Linked DNA regions of Mus musculus: region 2 is linked to region 1. Evidence: chromatin contacts called from public promoter capture Hi-C data. All regions are on one chromosome and are shown on one strand. The core of a region is the stretch at or near the end of the contact, and the rest is flanking DNA. Distances in the headings are between cores, read along the strand shown. Region 1 holds the start of Tent5d (terminal nucleotidyltransferase 5D). Region 2 overlaps Sh3bgrl (SH3-binding domain glutamic acid-rich protein like).

What was found. Promoter capture Hi-C pulls out the DNA fragments that hold promoters and counts their contacts.
Region 2: a contact with region 1 is called in a promoter capture Hi-C map of liver, with 5 times the contacts expected there. The contact joins the enhancer-like site here to the promoter of Tent5d in region 1. A contact is called at or near these places in 11 of 39 promoter capture datasets (the 3T3-L1 cell line, 3T3-L1-derived adipocytes, the C10 cell line and 6 more) and 1 of 115 datasets of contacts at active chromatin or transcription factors (large pre-B cells).

The regions. Positions count from the first base shown.
Region 1 is chrX:107,814,838-107,818,061 of GRCm38.p6, reverse strand. It overlaps Tent5d (terminal nucleotidyltransferase 5D), which reads right to left and starts at 1,585. Exons shown (of 6, transcript NM_001163104.2): 1 at 1,421-1,585. 2610002M06Rik (RIKEN cDNA 2610002M06 gene) reads left to right here and starts at 1,728. Exons shown (of 8, transcript NM_025921.3): 1 at 1,728-1,927. The coding sequence starts at 1,912.
Region 2 is chrX:109,131,725-109,135,241 of GRCm38.p6, reverse strand. The region is part of intron 1 of Sh3bgrl (SH3-binding domain glutamic acid-rich protein like); the gene reads right to left. Among named protein-coding and RNA genes, the nearest start is that of Sh3bgrl, 38 kb to the right of the region's middle. Within about 2 kb of position 1,516, at least 17 of the 459 cell types and tissues checked have an H3K27ac peak or open chromatin away from gene starts, as enhancers often do.

The sequences.
Region 1 (3,224 bases), core at 336-2,835:
ACAAAAGCATTGTCACAAAGCAGTCAAAACAAATATTAATATTTAGTGTCTAGGATCTAAAGATTATTTTATAAATATTTTCACTTAAAATACTTATTCATGTAACTGACTCAATTATAAAACTGACCATGATTAAAATCAGATAGTCAAGAAAATATGAAGTTAACTTTGGGATTTAAAACATAAAAGACCTCATAAACGTAAAATACCTTCTAGGTGTTTAGTACAGACGATAACAGTTTTGTTTTGTTTTTTACTTAAGACAGACAGCAGCAGCAAACACTCTCTATAAACAAGGACCTTATAAAAGAGATACTTCTTGAAAAAGTTTATCGTTTGAAAAAAATTTTAATTTAACGTTTATTTTTATACATTGCATACCTATAACTCTAACAACAGCATTTTAAAACTCACATATGTTTAAGTTTTGGTAGGTTGTTCTAGTATTTATGGTTTTACTGAAGGAATGATGTTAAAAATAGTAAGTGCTAAGGGAAAGTCTTTCCAGACAGATATCTTTACCTTTAACCCCCAAAGGTAGTTTTCCAGCAATGAAGGCAACTGTTTAAGGCACACAGAGAACTGATGAAATTTCCAAAGCTTTCAGTTTCATAAGTCTTGTTCTCCAACTATAAAGTGAGATGCAAACCTAAAAATAACCTTTACACGGTTCTGCCTATTGAAATGATTTCTAGACTGTACTTCCCAGAACTTTGTATTGAGCAAGGGTTCTCTTTTTCTTTTAATGAAACACGGACAGTTAGAAAACAGTCTGAAGCTTTTTACCAACTATCATTAACACAAAATAATAAAATATTCACTTTTAAAGCCAGTTTTGTTAAAAAAAAAAAAAAGAAATAATCCTAAGGATAAAAAGTGTATGGCATTGTGCACATAATTCCACAGGTTGAATTTAAGAATGAGGTAAATGACAAACTTCTGAGATTTAGCAATTACGACAATTACACTAACTTTCAGAGTAATATATGTAATTTCTATGACACTAAAATTGAAATGCCACAAATCTGCTTAAAATTCCCTCTTTTCCTAAGTCCAGAGAGTGCTTCTAATAAATCCACCTCTGGACATTTCTGAAAGTCAAAGGAACGTAAAATACGCCAAGCTCTATCTACGACCACCCCCATTACTGCTCCCACCCATTATAGAGATTTTATATTAATTTTAGACCATACATCAGCTGTGCTTAAGAAAAATAAAATTAAACCAACTAATATGAGAAAAAATTTCGAAGCAACATTACCTCTCAAGTAGAGCCGGACTTTTCCTCCTTCCCCTTCAACCCTACAACTCTAAGGTTCAAGATTGTTTAAAAAACCTCAACATTACCCACCACACTAACCCCTCGAGCCGTTCTTTTACACTGTCAGAATTTTTAAAAAGTACTTTAAAAGTCCTATACCTTTGTCTTCACCCTTTAAGACTTAAGCTCTGAGAGAAAGGGATGAGGGACGACCAGGACTGTGTGAAATCTGAGGTACGAGGTGGGCGGAAGGCTAAGCGGCGTCCAGGTTGACAAAAGAAAGAACTAGAAGTCCGGTGGGATGCCGGACCAGGTTTAGCGCAGTTATCCTGAGCGCACGTGAAGCATCTAAGTGGGAGGGACCTAAGCTTCAGCTCTCGGACTCCACCGCCCCCAAGCGACCAGAGCCATCCTAACCGAAGCGACTCACTGCAGCCATGTTGGCGTCGTCCCAGTCCCGCCTCTCTAGCTCGTGGGACTCCACCCACCACGGGTTCTAAACCGAAACAGGAAGTGGGCTAGGATCCCTCGAAACCCGCTACAACCGCCACCCTCCGCGCGCCCAAGCGACCCACAACTCGCGGGTCCAGCCCCTGTCCCGCGTGTTACCTGCCCCTCCCCCTCCTCCCGCCCGGTGAACTCGAGAGATCATGTCGAACATGGAGAGTATCCTTTCTGTTGGTCAAGATGCTACCAGGGCCTTGGGGGCTGGGGAGGGGGGGGCGAAGGCAGGGGTGCTGGGGACACGCCCAGGGGCTTGACCCTTTGGGCCCGCACGTGGGGCGAGGGAGCTGTGATGCGGATGGGTAGGCTCCAGCGGCCTGGGGTTGGCCTTTTTTTTATTTTTTTTATTTTTCACCCTCCTCCTCGCTGCGGCCGCCGCCTCCGCCTCCGCTGCCATCCTCGAATGTGGGGAGGGTCAGAGGAGCCAGTGGACAGACAGAGATAATTGAGCCCGTACCGCCCCTTGTTGAGGATTTCTGTCACCTGCCTTATCAGTGAATTTTTGGCCTCTTTGAAATTGACAGGGAATGGTGCCAGGACCTAGGGGAGGCGACTGGAGTTTGCCTATGGCTCCAGGCGGAGGTGTAGGTTCTCAAAGCGTACGTGGACAAACTGCTTTTGGCGAACTGCCCTTTAATGACTGCAGGTGACTGGTGATGAGGTTGAGCGATTGCTACGAACCCTCCGAACTAACTGTGCTCGCTTTCTGTTCCCGCTGCATTCTAATTTAACACTTGAGGAAATTCAGGTTATTCCTGAAGCCATAAAGTCCATCAGCCAAACCTGTCTGGCCACTTGGGCAATTAGTAGGGGCTAAGAATAAAGCTTCCTGGTGACGTCATGAACACAATTTGGCTTTCTTTTTCTTTTTCACTACTTAAATTCCATCACAGAAGCTCCATGTTGCTGTAATTTTTGCTCCTTCCAGGGGTTGGCTTTAGAGAAAAATAAAATAAATTGCTTTTTCTTCAACTCCAAGATAGCAAAAAGATAAACCATGGGTTATGGTAACTGTTCTGTAGCTCGTGTTAAGCTCTTTTGGCGCTATTAGTCTATAAGCCTGAAGTACAGGTAAAAATGGTTTTTTGATGGGTTCAATTTTATGTCATCCAGTAAATCTTGCAGCACTAGTCAGGATATGCTGTACATTAAAGTGCTAGCCTGGAGGAAAGGTGCAGATCATGAAAAGATGACCAAGAGAGGTCCTGTTTCTACTGCATGTAAAAAAAAATAGTGACTGTAGTATAGTTTTAATATTAGCATAAAGTGACAAGCACTTTATTGAACTCTGAGTCAAAATATCAGTTTTATTTCCCAAGTTCCTTGAAACAACAGTTTTCTGAATTAAGGCATGGTGTTCATCCTCTGTCACCCACTTGACTCATTTGGGAAGCATATTGTCTCACCTTTCAACCCTAGAAAGGCATTTTTAAAGTAAAAAGAAATGGTAGTGCCTACT
Region 2 (3,517 bases), core at 267-2,766, 1.3 Mb before region 1:
AAAAAATAAATTAACATTTTTAAAAAGAAGCTTAAAAAACAAAAAAAATTCATTACAGAATTTGGCAAGCTTTTAACACTGATGCTTTGGTGACTTTGTAGAAAGTAGAGCAAAGGCAACAACCTTGTAGGATGAATGAAACTCCTTATAAATATTTGTATTTTGATATAAAAACACAGAAAGTATTAAAAAGAATAACTTAAGGTTCCCTGATTTACTGTTCTTACCTAAATTAAGGCTTCAAATATAACTAGCAATTTTCATTTTTCTTCAGAACATGTTTATATATAATATCCAGCAAACTAACCACCACCCCCATATTCTGTAGGGAGAGTAAAATATGCAAATGCAATTTCTGTTTCATAAACATTTAAAATTTCAATTTACCATACTTCAGTAAAATACTCCTAAATCCTTACATGTCTGCTATTACACTAAGCACTTTGCATAGCTCATGTTAGTTAATGAGCAAACAGTTTGCACAGCACTTAACTCTCTAGCCAAAAACAACACAGCTAGAAAATGGTAGAAAAGAGAATTCAAACCAAACAAACTGAAACATACAATTAAAACAAAAATACTCATGTTGACTTGAAAAATCACATTTTCAATAGTTACTCCCACTTAATATACATGCTGTCAAACACATTTCTGTGGGATTAATTTATTTTCAAGTCCACATCTGAAACTAAAAATAAATTTTAGATGCTATTGCATAAAATCATCCACCAAACTATTTTATGATGATTAGAAGAGTATTAGGTTCTTGCTTCATAAAAAAATCCTAGGAAAGTTCTTTAATTGAGTGTGTTTGTTAAATCCAGCAAGGTTGTAAGATCTATATAAGAAATTTAAGATTAGGAGCTTAGCATAATCAAATAATATTTTTTTTTTACTCTTTACCTAGTGGTATGCTATGAAATGCACTCCGCTCCCCCGAAGGTACGCTGAATGCATTCATTTCCCAAATAAAGACACACATTCCACGCATTCAGAAAATGGCTTGCTGAAATAAGTCACATTCTATTCAAGATTTTTTAGTCAAAGAAAAACAACTGAGCATTTTCACTACAAAATCCTTATGAAAAGTAAAAGCATATGAGACAGGGACTCTGATATGTGTGTGTTAGTATGAAAATACAAGGAATGCTTTGGTTTGGTTGGGGGGGCTGTCCTTGATTAGTTTTGATTTTATAAATATTCAGAGCTCATCTATAACAAGTACTCAGTTAAGATGAATACTGCAGAAGCATATTCTATCACTGTGAAATGCATTTACATTAAGGCCTGATTTGCGAGGACCTGGAAATCCTGCTTTCTTACAGCACCCTATGCAACCAATTTTACCAAAAGCTAAGGCACAAATATTTGCTGTAACTACTCCGTGTGTGTGGAGAATTACTGGTAATATTATAAATCTGTCCACGCAAAGAACAGTTACAATCACTGTGTCCTTTTCTAGCAAGATGCCTGTACACTGCAGTAATTTTTCCCTTTTGACTTTACACAGAGAGGAAAGCCACAACTCCCTCAGGACTGAGAATGCATTTCTCAGAATGCTCTACTCTGGAAAGCAAAGGTCTCTGGTCTCAGCTGATTCATTAGCATATCTAGTCCCTGAAAAAAGACTCTCATATTCTTCCATACAACCAAGAGAATGGACAATTTTGGATACATTCACTGCATACCTAATAACAAGAAATCTAGAATCCCTGGGGAAAACATGCTTCATACTTGCTTATGAATACAGTTGACTGAGAAAAAAGAAAATTAAAGTAAATTCTGATTTTTTTTTTCAAAATGCATTTATGGCTACTTATAAAGAAGCAGAATTTCACCCTGAAAATTTGATTCCAGAAAGAAAGACTTTAAGTTTTGTAGCCTTAAGTGAATCAGGCTGATGCATATAAATAAATGCGTGCTATAACTAATAACTTATTTTTAAAGAGAACAAGGAGCTGAGCATCAGAGTGCATGTCAGTAATCCCAACCTTCAGGAAGCTAAAGCAGGAGGATCAACACAAGCTCTAGGCCAGATTGGTCTGCATAGTTTATCTCAAAACTAAAGTGGGGTCCATGTGCTAGGGACATGGCTCAATGGTAAACCATTAGTCTAGCAAGCATGCTGCCCTATATTCAATTCCCAACACTGAAAAAAAATGGGGAGGATGGAATACTGAATGAGCTGTTTTGTCTGGATTGAGAAGTGCATTTACTGTCACTTTTGTCCCCATTATACTATTGCCTGCTTTCCTGTTCTTGCTGGAACCCTTCTCAAGATATTGCCCCTCTGTGTCCCTCTTCTACTTTCCTGGCGTTTGTGTATTCAGGGGATCCACTGAGTTTAATTAGAATTGCTTCTGTGAGCATGGGTGGGAAGCTATTTGCTGGGCCCTAGGCAGCTTATCAGTGTTTATGTCACAGAAAAAAAAATCATATGCTGAGCCTCAGGAAACATTAATTGTCAATATTCCCTCAGAGAGGATTAGGGTTTACTGGGTCCCTGGCCTATCCATGATGAAATGTTGGTAGGCCCAATATTATGCAAGCCTTGTACAGATAACTATAGCTACAATAACTTCATGAGTTCAACAGCTATGTTTTGTCCAGATGTCTTCTTTTTGTTGCACATTCTGCCTTTTGTAAGACATTCCCTGAGTGTTCGAAAACATAGCAGGCTTCTTTGTACTATTCTTTTTTTTTTTTTTTAATTTATGTTGGCTACACATGCCACTACCAGCACCAGCACCAACACAACCACCTCTACCACTACCACAGATCCTCCTTCACTTTATTTGGAACAATGTCTTTGCCTTTGTCTTACAGACCCCTAACCAATACCAATTCCAAACATGGACCCTTCCTTTAGAAAGCCAGTACAAGTACTGGCTGTTCTCAACCCTTTGAGACATGGCCTAGTTTTCCCAGGTCCTCACTCAGTTCTCTGTGTGTGTGTGTGTGTGTGTGTGTGTGCACGCGCACGCGCACGTGTGTGCGTGTGTGAGAGACTAATTTGACTAATTGATTTTTTTCATGATGTATATCTTGTATAAAATGCAAAAAAAGTGAGTTACATTCTCATGGATCCTAACCTAATAGCTCTATGTCACTTATGAATAAAATTTTAAATATGACCCATCCAAGATTCCAAAAACAGATGGTTCTCGTATTACACAGTAAGAGACAATGGAATGTTTATAGAACACTCAATATTGCTTTTCTTGTTCCTGCTCTCAGTAATGTTCATTCCCTTCACTTAATAATAAAAGGCTTGCTCAGTTTCTTAGCTCCAATTCTAGTGCAGGCTCCTGGGTCATTTCTCAAACACACATTTCATGTGTTCTTTCATACTGAACAAGATACAGGACATTGTCCACATGGGGCACAAAGAAATGAATATAGAACGATAATAAATCTGTGCCCCTGAGTTGACTATTAATGTTCTAAATTAGATACACCAATAAAAGAAAATTTATGCTGGTCATATAACTAACTGGTCAGGGTAGAAACTCAACAC